Linked DNA regions of Dromaius novaehollandiae: region 2 is linked to region 1. Evidence: chromatin contacts called from public Hi-C data. All regions are on one chromosome and are shown on one strand. The core of a region is the stretch at or near the end of the contact, and the rest is flanking DNA. Distances in the headings are between cores, read along the strand shown. Region 1 has its middle 110 kb from the start of XIRP1. Region 2 holds the start of CSRNP1 (cysteine and serine rich nuclear protein 1).

Region 1 (3,007 bases), core at 259-2,758:
AAACTGAGCACGGCAGCTGAACTCAACCGCGTGTAGAAAGCGTCCAGATCATGTTTTATTGTTACTTCAACCCAGACTTGGGTTTTTTGGTGCCATTTCTCTATTCCATGCCACAACCACCCTTTGCCCCCATCTAAGTGTGCTGATTCTTACTTGCTGTTGCACAGGACCAATTCTGAATCTTTAGAGTGAATCATCAGGTGGAGGGAAATGCAGGGTCACAGAGAGGCTTAAGTATATGGGAGGACTCTGAAACAAGTCTTTGAGTTATTTTTTGCAAAACTAGCTTGATACCTTTTTAAAGAAGAGGTGGACCAACAGGATTTTTCTTACAGGGTTTCCTTATTCTCAGTTTGGGGGCCTGAATCAAATCAAGGAGACTCAAAACTCCTCATGTCCAGCTTGCCTCATCCTTCTTGTTGTGTCTCATGGAAAAATAAATGCACATTTCTCCATGGGCCATAATTCCAGCATCAGCCCCAATGGAGAGTTAGAAGTGACTTCTTTTCAAAATGTTTCTCTTTATGTCACTCTAAGAGACTGGATTACACCTGTGAAGTCCTCTGCTGGGAAGTGCCTCAAATCTTCCTCCCGCAGAAGTAGCACAGGAGAGCAGCTAGGATCGAGGATGGATTATGGAAGGTCCTGTGTGAGAAGAGACTGAGCAGACTTGGATGTGTCCTCTGAAATATAAAGTTTCCCTGAGAATATGGTATGAGGTTGTAAAATCATGAAAAGGGAGCAGAAGATGAATATTAAGCAACTATTCACTATTTCCCACACCAGAGGAGCCAGGAACACTCAGTAAATTTACCAGTAGGCACATTTTAAACACAAAAGGAAGCATATTTCCTCAGCACACGTAATTCATTCATGGAACTCATTGTTGCAGTATGTTGTGAAGGCTAAAAGTCTAAGTGGAAATAGAAAAATTCATCCACCAGATGCTACTGAACACCTTGGTCTAGATGCATCCTCCAGCTATGGGAGTCCTCAGCTACAGGAGTGTTAGATCCTCTTACAGTCTTCCCAAAGCAGGTGGCACTGGTTGCTGCTGGAGACAAGAATTAGGCTAGGTGACCCTCTGCTCGAGCCCAGGACAGCCCTTCATGTGAGTGGTGAATTGAGATCTGGAGCCCTGTTGCCTCTCCGTGGGTGTACGCCTTGCTCGCACAGTGCTGAACACTACAAAAGCACCTAAAAACCTCAAGCAGACATAGCCTGGGCACGCGTGCTCAGGGAGGAGGCGGATGCCAGGACAGTGCAGACGGGAGCACGGCCAAGGAACGACAACCTCACCAGGTCCCTACCGTGGGCAGCTGCCTCCCAGCTGCTGTCAAGAGCTGGCCACGGCGGAGGACAGCTTCTGCGAGCGCTCCAGGAGAGGATATCATGGGCTCTGTGGGCTTCGCTGGCCTGCCATTCCCTCGCCTCTGCCCTTCCCCGGTGAGCAACGCTGTGCTAATTACAGCTCGGCATGTACTTTTGCGAGGATCCCTGGGGCGGCAGAAGTTGGTACTAAAGTTCAGCTGTAACAGGAGCTTTGTTTAGCGGTGCTGGGACCAGAAGGTCAGCGGCAGCTGCTCTGCCAGGGTTTAACGCTTTGTTCACCTCTGCGCGCTCGTCCATGAAGAATTTCCTGTTTCCCGGGCAGTGCACTCAAGATCCTTCTTTTATTTTGTTAGCCCTATCATCCATCAATTTTAACTCTGTAGTAACACCAAAAAGCCAACCTGCACACAGCTCCGTTGTCATGCTGTAATGCAGTAGCCAGCAGCAGTTCCTCAGTGATTTTTCCCAAGCAACCTCAGAGAGCGCAAGGAAATTTCTCAGCTCGTATTTTTGCAAAGCACTGTTCAAATGATGGCAGTTCTTGAGAGCCATGGGGCTTCACCAGTGTCAAGATATGTAAATCAGGACGAAGCAGAAGTATCAGAATGAAGTCCCAAATTGCAGGAGATAAGCATAGCAAAGTAGCGTGCACAGCTGCTATTTCCCAGCCCAGATCCCACCTAGTCTGCATTTTCTGAGCATCCACAGGGCTAAGGAGTGCACTTGTTAACCTGACAGAAACCAGGGAGAGTTCAGAGGTGGTTGTAAATGAATAGACAAATATCTAGGAGACCAGTACGTGAGGTGGCTTGAGCACACACTGAACCAGGAGTTCCCTGACTTCCAGCCCTGATTGTGCAGCGAAACGAACTGTGCCCCTGGCACCTTCCTGGCTGCTCTGAGCACGTTAGGCACAGCACAATTTGCATCTATGTCGCAAAAATGTCCTTGCCCTTCAAACAGGATGGCCACATCGCTGCTGCCTGTGGGGAATGTCTGTGGCCTGTGCTAAACCCCAAACTGAGCCTGGGCATCTCTTGGAGGATGCTAGCCCATGCCAGGGGCTGTGCTCGCAGTCTAGCAGTACGGACAGTCTTGGGGTGTCGTGTGTGTCCATGCCCTGGAGCTGCACGGTTCAGCAGTCTGGATGCCGCTGATGCATGCACCCTTCCCTGCTGCTCTCAGCCCCAGTGGTCTCACCCGAGGCTGGTAGCACAAGAGCTTGCAGCAGCTCCTGAAAGGCCAGCCCGCCAGCTCTGTAACAGAGCTGCCAAAGTGTTTGCTCAGCCCCTGGAGCTCTCGTCCCCCCGCAGCAGTGATGTCTCAAACTGCGGACACAAGCTGCATCCTTTGCGTAGAATCAAGGCATCTTCGAGGAGATAAAATTACAGCAAATCACATCGGCTTCCCCAGTGCTTACCCATGCTTCCAGGCCTCCCCACAGAGCTGATCTCTAGGTCAGCCCACCTCATCTCACAGCTCTTCAGCAGCCCCTGTCTGATCATTCAGCTACAGTCCTAGGAATTACAACTTCAAATTATCCTACTGTGTAGCGGTTATAGCCTTTCATTCTCCAGCCTCTCAGCTGAACAGCCATGACACTTTGAGCAGAAACTTTTGGAAACGTACTTGGAAATTGCCCCTCCTCTTTGCTGGGGTATGGCTGCTGTGAGAC
Region 2 (2,780 bases), core at 243-2,742, 170 kb before region 1:
TAAAGATGGAGCAGGCTCCGGACTGAACTGACAAGGGGAAAATTCAGTGTAACTCCAAAAAAATAAATATATATATACACACACACACATATATATACATACATACATATATATACATATACATATACATACATATATATATACATAGCGCGGTCCGCACCGCGCCGCTGGACGCGGCCGGCGGGCAGGGCAGCGGCGCCCCGGGAGCGCAGCAGCTCCCGCCGCCCGGGGCCGCTCGGCAGCGCCGCGGGGTCGCCGCGGGCGGTGCGGCCCCGTCGGGGCCCCGCCGTCTCCTCCGCTCCCGCCCGGCGCCGCCGGCCCCGCCGCGCTCCCCGCGCCCCGCGGGCGGCCGCGGGCAGGAGCGGCTCGGCCAGACGGCGCCGCCGCGGCGCGTCCGCCCCGGTCCCGACGGCGCGGCCCCGAGCCCGGCCCCGAGCCCGACCCGCCGACCCAGGGGCACCGAGCCGGCAACCCCCATTGAGGGGCACCGAGCCGGGTACCCCGGACCCAGGGGCACCGAGCTGGACCCTCCGACCGAGGGGCACCGAGCCGGACCCTCCGACCCAGGGGCACCGAGTGGGCGCCCCCACCGAGGGGCACCGAACCGGGCACCAAGCCGGACCCTCCGACCCAGGGGCACCGAGGCGGGCGTCCCCCATTGAGGGGCACCGAACCGGACCCTCCGACCCAGGGGCACCGACCCGGGCGCCCCCACCGAGGGGCACCGAACCGGACCTTCCGACCCAGGGGCAACGAACAGGGCGCCCCCCATTGAGGGGCACCGAGCCGGTCACCGACCCGGGGGCCCCACCGAGGGGCACCGAACTGGGCACCAAGCCGGACCCTCCGACCCAGGGGCACCGACCCGGGCGTCCCCCATTGAGGGGCACCGAACCGGACCCTCCGACCCAGGGGCACCGACCCGGGCGTCCCCCATTGAGGGGCACCGAACCGGACACTCCGACCCAGGGGCACCGACCCGGGCGCCCCCGACCGAGGGGCACCGAACCGGACCTTCCGACCCAGGGGCACCGAGCGGGACGCCCCGCACTGAGGGGCACCGAGCCGGTCACCGAGCCGGGCGCCCCACCGAGGGGCACCGAACCGGCACCCCGACGGCGGGACACTGAACCCGCCAGGGAGCCGGGGCCCCCCCGACCGAGGGGCAGGGCGCCGGGCACCGATCTGGACCCCCCGACCGAGAGGCAGCGAGTGCGGCCCCGCGCCGGCCCCCCCGACGGCGCTGCCCGAGGCGCAGCCCCCCGCCGTCCCCCCGGTCCCCGCAGCCCTACCTGCGGCTCGGCTCGGCGCGGTGGCGGCGGCGGCGGCGGAGCCTGGCGCGGCGCCTCCCGCTGCTGCCGCTGCCGCTGCCGGGGCTGAGCCGCGCCGCGCTGCGCTGCCCTTTTTCGTCAGTGGAAAACTCCGGGGCTCTGACGCAGGCGGTGACAGGGCGCGGAGACGGCGCGGCCCGGCCTGCCCGCCCGGCTTCCTGCCCCCCCGGGCGCCGGCAGCCGGGGCGGGCGCGGGGGGCGGCGGGCGCCTCCCGGTCGCGGCGGCGCTGCCCGGGCGCCGGCGGCCCCGGCGGGGGGTGCGGACCCGCCGCGGACCACGGGCCGCCCCCCCCCCCACACGCCCCCTCCCCGCGGGGGCGGCGGCGGGGCTGGGCCCCCGGGGGGGGGTGTGGAGGGGGGACACAAAGGGGTGGACCTCAAAGGGCCCCAAAAGGGGTCTGGGGCCCCCAAAGGGGTCTGGGGCCCCCAAAAGTGGGTTGGGGGCCCATAAGAGGTTTGGATGCCCCATGAAGGGTCTGGGTTCCCCATAAGGGTTCTGGGTCCCCAAGAGGGGTCTGGGTCCCCCAAAAGAGGGTTGGCCCCCATAAGGAGGTGTTGGTCCTCAAAAGGGGTCTGGGTTCCCCATAAGGGTTCTGGGTCCCCAAAAGGGGTCTGGGTCCCCCAGAAGAGGGCTGGCCCCCTAAGCAGCTGTTGGCCCCCAAAAGGGGTCTGGGTTCCCCATAAGGGTTCTGGGTCCCCCAAAGGGGAGGTGGGTCACCAAAAGGGGTCTGGGTTCCCCAAGAGGGGGTTGGGTGCGTATAAGAGATTTGGATGCCCCAAGAAGGGTCTGGGTTCCCCGTAAGGGTTCTGGGTCCCCTAAAGGCAGTTGGGTCACCAAAAGGGGTTTGGGTCCCCATAAGGGGTCTGGGGGTCCCCAAAAGGGGGTTGGCCCCCATAAGCAGGTGTTGGCCCCCAAAAGGGGTCTGGATTCCCCAAAATGGGTCTGGGTCCCCTAAAAGGGGGTTGGGTGCCTATAAGAGGTTTGGACACCAAAAGAAGGGTCTGGGTACCCCACAAGGGCTCAGGGTCCCCCAAAGGGGAGGTGGGTCACCAAAAGGGGTCTGGGTTCCCCAAAAGGAGATCGGGTCCCCAAAAGGAGTCTGGGGTTCCCCAAAGGGGGGTTGGCCCCCATATGCAGCTGTTGGCCCCCAGAAGGGTTCTGGGTTCCCCATAAGGGTTCTGGGTCTCCGAAAGGAGTCTGGGTCCCCCAAAAGGGGGGGGCGTACTTATAAGAGGCTTGGACTCCAAAAGAAGGGACTGGATTCCCCATAAGAGGTCTGTGTCCCCAGAAGGGATCTGGGTTCCCCAAAAGGGGGTTGGCCCCCATAAGCTGTTGGCCCCCAAAAGAGGTCTGGGTTCCCCATAAGGGTTCTGGGTCCCCCAAAAGGGAAGTTGGGTCACCAAAAGGCGATGGGTCCCCAGAAGGGGTCTGGGTTACCCGAAAGGGGG

Evidence for each region. Hi-C and Micro-C count contacts between places; a contact is called where the count stands out from the background.
Region 2: a contact with region 1 is called in a Hi-C map of liver, with 9 times the contacts expected there. The contact joins the promoter of CSRNP1 here to the enhancer-like site in region 1. A contact is called at or near these places in 2 of 4 Hi-C or Micro-C datasets (brain and liver).

Annotation. Positions count from the first base shown.
Region 1 is chr2:6,438,007-6,441,013 of bDroNov1.hap1, reverse strand. No RefSeq gene overlaps it. Among named protein-coding and RNA genes, the nearest start is that of XIRP1, 110 kb to the right of the region's middle. Within about 2 kb of position 1,508, at least 2 of the 2 cell types and tissues checked have open chromatin away from gene starts, as enhancers often do.
Region 2 is chr2:6,603,689-6,606,468 of bDroNov1.hap1, reverse strand. CSRNP1 (cysteine and serine rich nuclear protein 1) reads right to left here and starts at 1,492. Exons shown (of 5, transcript XM_064505706.1): 1 at 1,293-1,492.